2 separate regions of the Hordeum vulgare genome follow, and region 2 is linked to region 1. Evidence: chromatin contacts called from public Hi-C data. All regions are on one chromosome and are shown on one strand. The core of a region is the stretch at or near the end of the contact, and the rest is flanking DNA. Distances in the headings are between cores, read along the strand shown. Region 1 holds the start of LOC123410761 (non-specific lipid transfer protein GPI-anchored 1). Region 2 holds the start of LOC123409074 (transmembrane emp24 domain-containing protein p24beta2-like).

Evidence for each region. Hi-C and Micro-C count contacts between places; a contact is called where the count stands out from the background.
Region 2: a Hi-C map of leaf shows a contact between it and region 1, with 4 times the contacts expected there. The contact joins the promoter of LOC123409074 here to the promoter of LOC123410761 in region 1. A contact is called at or near these places in 3 of 6 Hi-C or Micro-C datasets (leaf and seedling) and 1 of 1 datasets of contacts at active chromatin or transcription factors (embryo).

What each region holds. Positions count from the first base shown.
Region 1 is chr7H:207,509,755-207,514,795 of MorexV3_pseudomolecules_assembly, forward strand. LOC123410761 (non-specific lipid transfer protein GPI-anchored 1) reads right to left here and starts at 3,271. Exons shown (of 3, transcript XM_045103701.1): 1 at 2,802-3,271; 2 at 482-541. The coding sequence starts at 3,141.
Region 2 is chr7H:207,709,508-207,714,193 of MorexV3_pseudomolecules_assembly, forward strand. LOC123409074 (transmembrane emp24 domain-containing protein p24beta2-like) reads right to left here and starts at 2,402. Exons shown (of 5, transcript XM_045102061.1): 1 at 2,229-2,402; 2 at 1,561-1,812. The coding sequence starts at 1,770.

The DNA.
Region 1 (5,041 bases), core at 2,021-4,520:
AGTAAGCTTCACAACAATGCAGACAGGTAACAGGACTCGCCATTTTTACCATCTTCTAACATTTCGCAGAACTAGCTGTTGATGGGACTCCTATCAAATGCAATAACTGGTAAATTTCACATAAATAAAGATAGATGACGTGACACCTCACTTTTACCATATTTCAACAGCATATTCGTGAACATGTTTCCCAGAACTAATGTTTTAGCCAACTCCGTACTGTTGAGCAACAGGATGGCACATGAGATTGCTAAGTTTAGTTTTGATAGTAGGACCGATGCTCTGCTTTGTAATAATGGTTCGTGGTTCGTCCTGCGTGACAAACTATGTAATGAACGATTGTAAGAACCTTGTTAATTAATTAATATATGGATGGGGTTTTAAAAAAAATGTCAAGACACCGCAGTTCTCTGAAATAGGTTCTTAAATCTGCAGATTGATCATAGTTGTTAAATCGAGGCAAAGGATTCAGAAAACTCACTCTTGGAAGCATTTGCGAAGAGGGCGTAGTCTGGCGAGCTCGGGGTCAGGTGCAGCAGGTCTAGCAGGGGAGAGCATCATCAGCAATTAGAATGTGTTCAAAAATAACCACCGTCAAACTTAAGTATCAACAATTATCTACATTAATTTGGCTGTGATACGAGAATGAACACTCCCGGTTGAGTACCAATAAAGTATTTGAAGAAGTGAAACACATAATAAGAAAAGAAAAACAAGTAATCTTAGGCACTCTGACTCACTGAGAAATGATTTTTTTTCAGGGAAATTCGGTGCTTACAAACAAGGTAATTGCGGACAATTGGGAATAATAGAGTTACAAAGTGGGCTCAATCTTCTTGGCGAGATAATGACCTGACGACCTCCAGCTAGGCCCGGCATGCACAGGTGGCCTGCTTTCTCCGCATGGCTTAGGCCTAACACGCACGCATGGCTTGCTTTCTATTGTTGCTCGGCCTATACATAGCTTACCGGGTCCAATAAGTACGTACGCATGGCTATGAGCTGCGATTTTGGTGCAAACGCAGGGTTTTACAAATGTAGGAATAGAAAACGCACAAAATATACTTCCTCCATTCTTAAATATAAGTCTATTTAGAAATTTCACTAATGAACTACATACAAAGCAAAATGAGTGAATCTATAATCTAAAATGTATATATATACATCTGTATATTGTCTTTTAGTGAAATCTCTACCGAGAGTAATAGAAATTAATGCAGGTGTGAAACAAAGGATTGGCGAGCCCAAAAGTTTTATAGACTTAAATGTTTGATTCGCATGAATGGAAAGACACATGAATTCTACTATACATGATGAGGTTGTGTGGATCATAATGATGCACAGACCGGGGTTTTCCCTTTTTTGAAGAAAAAATTATACATGATCAAATTAGAGCCAAACCAGCCTCCAAACTATAACTTGTACGAGTCGATCCCTTACTTTGTAAGTATAAACTCTAAAAAGGGATCCAAGTGAATTGTGAGATTATATAAAATTCTCTCAACTGTTATTTAGCTCCATTGCTTTGAACCAAAGGAACGAACAGTGCTTGCAAAGATTTTATTTTTTTCTATTCCTACCCTTTAATAAGCCTTAAAACGGTGCCATATCCCCATTTCATCACGATTGACTTCTCGGCGCCAAGGGTCTCTACTTGTTACAAAACCCATCGAATACAAAAGACGCACTTATGCACGTCCACATGTAGACCATAATATATAGTCCATGTTTACACAAAACATTAACAGGAGAGTTAGTTAGTTGAGATTAACGAAGTCACAACTATGACCTTATTATTGACAAATACACCAAGCAAGTATCTCACCTACCATTAAGGGCATCTACAACGCAAGCCGCCTCACCAGACGCTTATGAAGGAAAAAATACTACTCCATCCGTCTCAAAATAAGTGTCTTAACTTGGTACTAGCTCTAGTATAAAGTTGTACTAAGCTTGAAACAGTTATTTTGGAACGGAGGGAGTATTTCCTCCGTCCTATAATTTTTATCTTAAATTTGTCTAGATATAAATGTATCTAATCATAATTTAGTATTTAGATAAATCTTAGACAAGAATTTTGAGACGAAGGGAGTATCATATTAGAAAATGTCTAAGAGCCCTACCTTTCAATTGTATGCTAATTAAACTGTCTATGTGCCACATACGGCAAAAAAAAAAAGGAAGGAAGCATGCGACACATCTTTCTAATGGCTCCAACTGCCAGTCGATCGAAATATCGATAGGAAAGAAATCCTAGCGCCTCTCCTAGCGTCCCGCGTTGGAGTTGCCCTAAGAAGTTATTCGTAAACTCGAGGTTTGGTCTATGTTGAGCTAGGATACAACCACCTCCACACTAGCAACCCTATCAATATCAACACACGAAAAGTGTGTAACAGAACTGTATTTTTCTTTTCAAAAAAAGAGGGGAACGTCCTCAGCCTCTGCATCTAGTGTTTCCCGCAAAAAAACAAAAAAAGCCTCTGCATCTGGTGTGTAGCAAAACTGTAGAATACTATATTTTCCCCCCTTTTCAAAGTTTTTTAACTTGTTTTTTACTTTTTTTTGCGAGGGCTATTTTTTACTTTCTAAAAACGTAATTAATCAAGTTCATTTCAAAGGAAACTAATTAATCAAGTTACTGTCCAGTACTGTATATTGTGAGTAATGAGATCTCGAGACTCAAAAGCATGAACACCAAAACTAGCACGGCAAAGAAATGAACTAATCAAACACAGAGAGGTCAATCGGAGCTAGGTGCCGTGTGAGCTGGTCGTGAGTGACCAGCTGAGCTAGGTACTCACTGATGCAGAGGGAGACGTTGGCGTTGGCGAGCTTGCAGGCGGCGGGCTGGGCCAGGAGGCGGTCGAAGCGGAGGCCAAGCTGCTGCACGCCGTGGCTGCCGCTGTGCACCTGCTGGATGATATTGCAGAGGCACTCGGGCCGCGCCCTCTGCGTGTCCGCCGTGTCCTCGCAGCACTTGGCCGACGGCGTGTCCTCGTGCCCCGTCGCGTAGTCCATGCAGTCCGACAGCTTCTGCAGGTCCTCCTGGCACTTGGTCTGCAGCGCGTCCTGCGCCACCGCCGTCGACGCCGCCATCGACACGGCGAGCAGCACCGCCGCCAGCTCACACCACCGCGCCATCTCTCGGTCGATCGCGCTGGCTGGCTAGGTTAGGTCCGTTCTTTCGTTTGGCTCCGCTTCGGTCTGTGCTCGGTTCTGAGCTGCTCTGCTTCTTCTTGCTGGATAGCGGGATAATAGAAGGAGGAGGAGGAGGCATGGTGTGGCCGGCCGGCGTTTATAGATAGCCATGGTAGGAGACGTCGCGAGGGCATTCAAGTGGGCGGGTGAAGGTTAGATGTGTTTGCATTTAAGACGGGAGCGGAAGGGGGGCAGCGCTCGTCAGTACAGTTCCTGGGATGGTACGTACATACGTGTCCAGTGTCCTGGCTTTGCTGTGGCTGCATACCACGACATGCCTCTCACGCTGGAAACTAGAGCTTTCGTTTTGTAAAACAAGAGCAAAAGCGAACCATATTTCTACATCGTTTTATCTATCATTACTAAATATAAGTTTTTTTAAGATTCCAGGGACTACATACGGATGTATATAGATATATTTTTAAGTGTATATTCATTTATTTTGCTTCATGTCTAGTCTTTTAGTGAAATCTTTAAAAAAACTTATATTTAGAAAAAAAAAGAGTAGTCATTAGAGCATCTCCAATGGACGTCCAACCACCGCACGTGCTAAAAATATTATGCAGCGCCGAAATAAGAATTTTTAGCGCGTCAGAGTGTGTCGGCTCCATGACCGCGCCAAAGTATGACGCGCACGAGCCGCTCCAGCGGACGCGCGAGCAGCCGGCGCTTGCACTTTGTTCATTTTCATGAAGATAAATATGGATATTTCAAACATAAATAAAAGACATAGCATGGTTTAATTTCACTCCACATCAACAATCATGCCACATCATCCAACCAAGTTCATCATGACATAAAAAAAGTTCACACAAAGAAATGGCACACAACAATCATGCCTCATCCTCATTTTCGTCCACCTATTCCTCCGTTTCTTCATCCTCATCCAAAGACGATTCTTCCTCTTCCTCGTGTTCATTGACGCGCGCCGCATCATCATGTGAAGCTCGGTAGATGTTGGCAATATCTTCAATGGCTTTCATGCGAAGGTATGTAAGGAGACACACCGGAAGACATGTGTCCACCCAAAGGTGCTCCCATGCCTCCCATGAGAGACGCAAAACTCATGTCTCCCATGCCCCCATGGTAGCTCCGAAGCCACCCATGCCTTCTATGCCGTCCATGGTAGCTCCGAAGCCATCCATGCCTCACATGCCACCCATGCCTTCCATAGTAGCTCCCATGCCTCCAATGACCATGCCTTGTTTTTGGATCAAGACTTCTTCTCGGGCACGCTTGACGTACTCCTTTTGTTGCTCGTCGAGGGTAGACGTGTCCATGATGAAGAACAGTTACTTCTCACATTCCAACAATCTAGTGCGCTCCTTCATGGCCAATTTCTTCTCCTCCAACGCCACGTTCCTCTCCTCGGTCGTCGCATCTTGCTTCCTTGCCATCCGCCCACCTCATTCGCTTCCTTTCTTGCGTTCACAATAGCTTCCATATCATTTTTAGCTCATCATCTCCTTTCCTATTTTTCTTTTCTTTTCCTTCTTTCCTGCCTCCACTTGGTCTATTTGGCTTGGAGTAGGCAACAGAGTTTGGTGTAGGGCTTCTCTTGCCGCCATCACTTGATGACTCTTCCTCATCATCATCCAAATCAATAGTACACTTGCGTGTGTTGCTATCCTCGTCGACACCTTCACGGGGCTTCCATTTCTCATCATCCTTCAACTCATCATAGCAATGGGGCAAGGTAAATGGTCTCTCTTTCCTGATCTTTCCTTTCTTGGTCTTCTTGTCCTCTCCTTTAAATAAGTTTTATGCAATATTGAGCTACAAAGAAAAGAACAAGTTATTCATTTGAAGCACCAAAGAAGAAGCATCAGCATGGAAGAAATAT
Region 2 (4,686 bases), core at 1,152-3,651, 200 kb after region 1:
TAGTTGCATAGATAGACAAACAACGGGGAAATATCATCGCAAATTGCACTGTATTCATCCTAGGATGCACTCATATATAGGAAGATCAAGAACACACAAAAAATGACCCCAACAATCCCAAGCAGAACTACTTTAACTTGTTTATTCAAAGGTCCATCTACTCAGAACTAACTCTAGCAAAAGGAAGCAATGGTGTTCCACTTTTTTTTAGTAAATCACAAAAGTAAATTTATCCTAACAAAAGCTATGTTCAATTCTTAGCAAATAAAAGCAAAGATACCCAGAAGTAAAAAAAAAAAAAAGCACCACCGATTAAAGTTCAAACTGTCACAAGCCAAAGAATATCTTTATTAATTCTGTGAAGATGAATATAATACTGAATGACTTGTGTCTTCTATCTGTTCGTTTTAGGGGAAAAAGACTAAAAATATTAGTTTCCCTGGTTCATATTTCTGATAGCAAGTGCACTGACAACTCTAATGTAGGTTTGAAATTCCACAGGATCATGGCTCAAGCTGTAAGCCCCATACCACCATAAGAGCAAGTACAATAGAGCTGAGTCAGCTGGCTATAAGGAATAAAGTAGTATATTTTTGCTTAGTTGGAGGAGAGAGAAGGTAAGCGGGCTCTTAGTTAAGAGCCAGCTCTAGCACGTGCTCCTAGACACTTTGTGAGAATGAAAGGTGGGTCATATAATAAATAAGTAGTACACTCTTCTAAGCAACTATTGTACATGTTAGCTATAAGATGGGCTATAGATGACATGGCATGAGCTTACAGCCGGCAGCCGGCTCTACTATTATACTTGCTCTAATGTTAATTTCCATCCAATCACTGAACCATCATGATGTTAATAATTACCATCCAACAAATGGGCCATCAATATCATAATACCTGTTATATCCATTCCCTGTGATAGAATCCTTCTGACATAACTTAATACCGTACATCATTGTTTATAAGGCGGTAAGGCAACCTAAGGCAAGCACCAACAACCTTAACGCATAAGTGCCTAACGCAAGCATAATTGTAAGGCACTGTCAGGGCACCTTGCCGCTAAAGCGTCGCCTAAGTCCAAGGTGGGATGCCTTATAAACAGTGCTGTGCATGTTTTCATTGAACAATTAGTTCTTCCTTGCACTTTATTCCTTCATTACTTCTAATGATTGCCATGGTTAGTAGTCTACATCCTAGTTCAAGAAATCCTAAATGTTTATGAAGTATTTAAAAAATACAAAGTATACATGGATGACTAAAAGGTGCTACAATCAATACAGATTTGAAATCAAAAAATTAGTGTAGTACTTCAAATACCAACACATCATATACTTAAGATAATACTGCTAGCATTTTGTCCGCCTCTCTAGAGTAGAAAGTACTCCTTGGCTTCACACGAAATAAATGGCAAAATAGTTGTGACACGACAACCCACAAAACAAACATTCTAGTAGACTATGACTTCCTTTGATACCCAAGAGTGCATCAAACATCTAAGCGATCATTGGACAATGCTTATTCTTGCGTGATTTACATAGATAAAAAAAGGGATCGCGTCCTTACCACAAGATCCACCCCATCCTCGCTATAATGCCACGGAGTGTCAGCCTTGATCACCACAAATGATACATGAACAGTATCCCCCTCGTATTCCACGTTATGAGAGAAACACTCCTCCCTATCAATCACAAAGCGGATAGCCGCAGCCGGGTGTAGGAACGGCATAATGCAGAGGACCAAGACACAAGCCCTTGTCCAACTCAGCCCCTCCATGATCTATCAGCAGAGGAGCAATAGTAGATCGTACAGAGCTTCCTGCAGAGAAAAGAAATCTCAAAGTGTCAATTAATCTCTTAGACTATCCACACAAGCATGCGTCCCGCTGATGGGTGTGAGCTTTTGAGATCCTGTGATGTCACAGAAGGCCAAAATTCTACCAGAACATGGCTGTTTAGATGGTCGAGCAAACAACAAGGCTAGATGGGCGTTTATTCTACGGGCGCATACAAGGGGAAGGGCATGGTGGAACCGTACAAATTACTCATCAATTATCCTAACTTATGCTCTGGAATCATACAAGGAAGGTGAGATAGATCGGTCGATCGATTTCTAACCAAGGCTTGCCTGCCAAGAGGTGAGAGTCCGGTTGGATCTGACCTCTGGAAGCTCATGATTCCCGTCCAGTAGGAAGAATTGGGGGTAAGAGGTGAAGGGGGGGAGGGGGAGCTTACTCAGTTACCGCCTGCAGGCGGCCGTCGGAGAAATCGCTGCTGGCGTCCGGCTCCGGTGCTTCCGGGCGGCGCTCCCCCTTCCTTCTCGGCGGAGGAAGAAGCAGTCGATACTCAAGATGTCACGAAGAGCTGACTGACCTTGGGGAGAACGCGACCTTTCTCTTCCCTTGTTTTTCTCCGTGAGTTTCCGCGGAGTGGCCTAGTAATAACCAAAGAGGCCTTGGGGAACCAGGTGGGGCGTAGTCGGCCTGTATTAACGTTGGGCCAGGCCGAGGCCTGCCCCTGTCCGCCCAAAAATGCGAGCCTTGAAAAAAAAAAAAACTATGCAGATACCTAAGACTTAGTAAAAGTGGCCCTGCGCTGCAATGAGTAGAAAAACAAAAAACTTTGGGAACATGTTTTGAAATTTGTCAACAATATTTTGCTTTTTGGAACTTTTTTCAAAAATTCCATGTACATTATTTGAATTCGTTATTTTTACAAGTATTGATGAACATTTTTTAAATAAGCGAATGTTGTTCATAATCATGAATACATTTTGAATATACGAACTCTTTTCAAAATCATGAACACTTTTAAAATCTTCGAGCATTTTATAATTTCTTGAACTTTTTTCTAAAAAAACTCATTTTTAAAAATTGGTACTTTCTCTGAAATCAGGAATTTTCAAAGTATAAAAAACGAAATTGGAACACAAAAAAGAAATACGAAATTAGAAGAAAAAAGGACACTCGCACATAGCCCAGTCCGAAAGGTCCCTTTGCACATCAATCAAGATTTTTTCTCTTGGAAGAAGTATACAAATCACCCTCAAATTCATTGTTTGGGATACAAATCTAGAACGGTTTTTGTTCCCTAATGTTGATTAGACGTTGACTGGGCACAAAATGTTGAGTGGGTCTCATTTGTTAGTCGTCTCTTTACTTTCTTTGTTTTCCCCCTCACCCCTTCTGTCCTTTCTTTCTTTCTTCTTCAGAGTGTTGTCGCCTCCAGAAACGCCTCTCATCTTTCGTTCACTAGGGCTTGGCAAACGTAGGCGACCTCCACTGGCGGCGTCGTCGCCTGCCACTCGACCGTCTTCGACGGAACTAAACCATGCGTCCACGTGTGTGTGCCTCCATCTCCGTTGGTCCTCTGCTTTGGTTCTGGTGTTGTTCGTTGGCGAAATCGCAAGCGCCGGCAAATGATCATGTGCGTCGTAGAGGAGTGGGTTTGGGCGAGGGGAATGGGGCGTCTCTATGTGAGGGGTCTAGGGGATAAGTGTTGTTTTGGATCATGCCCTCTTGTGTTCAACTGTATTTGGGATGAATTGTTATCTTCATGAAAAAAATTATGTTTTTGGTAGGAAAAAGGTGTAAATTTTCAACATGAGTTGGTACAGCACAAACTGCACTCTCTCCTACAGAGTAAATGGGACCGAATGAACTGAAGTTGCGTTGCCCTGTTTGGTTAAGGGAAAATGCACTTTTTGTCTGAATGAACTGAAGTTGGGTTGCTCCTATGTTAGTTTAGAGTAAATCATCTGCTATGCTTGTCTGGATGAAGTAGTTTTGTTTGAATGCGTTGCCTGGTTATGCTGAAACTTTAGTTGAAATTGTAAATGTTAGTTCTCTTACTATTTGTGTACGGTTAGAGCTAAAGATCTAACTGAATTTTTCTCTCTCAAAGTTAGTTTTTCATGTCTCCAGTTGTAGGTTCTACTCGTCCTAGTACATTGGATAACTTCTTTGTCAGGTTTCATTATTATGGATCATTTCAGCAAGTGGGTCAAAAGCCGGGTTACGTTGGAGAATTGGTGGCAGAGATGTTCAACTCAAGGAATAATTTGACCTATAGAGAATTATGCAACTATGTTGAAGATATTCATCAGGTGGAAAGAGGTCACTTCAAAGGTACTTACACCTAAAATTGCATTGGTTACTTCGAGGGAAAAAAAGAGACTGATAGTCTTATGTTCTTGTATAATGATGGGTCACTGAAGAGGATGGACATTGGGATAACATATGGTTATGGTGATGTTTTTGTTGAAGAATTGAACATGCCAATTCAGCAGAGGGGGGGGGGGTTGACAGTGATAAAGAAATGCAACAATACCAAACAATGTTATCTGCTAGTATGAGCAGTTTGACATATGTGCAACTGATGAACATATTGACATGTGTTCATTCTTTTCCTTAACCAAACAGGACAATGCAACTTCAATTCATTCCGCCCCATTTACTTTGTAGGAGAAAGTGCAGTTTGTACTATACCAAATCATGATTCACACCTTTTTCCTACCAAAAACATTTTTTTTCATGAACAGAACAATTAATCCAAAATACAGTTGACCAGAACATGGCAGCATCCAAAATAGTACTTCTCCCCCTAAATCCCTCGCATAGAGATGCCCCATTCCCCTTGCCCAAACCCACTCCTCTATGACGCATGCGATTGTACCCTGAGGCTCTTGAGTTCG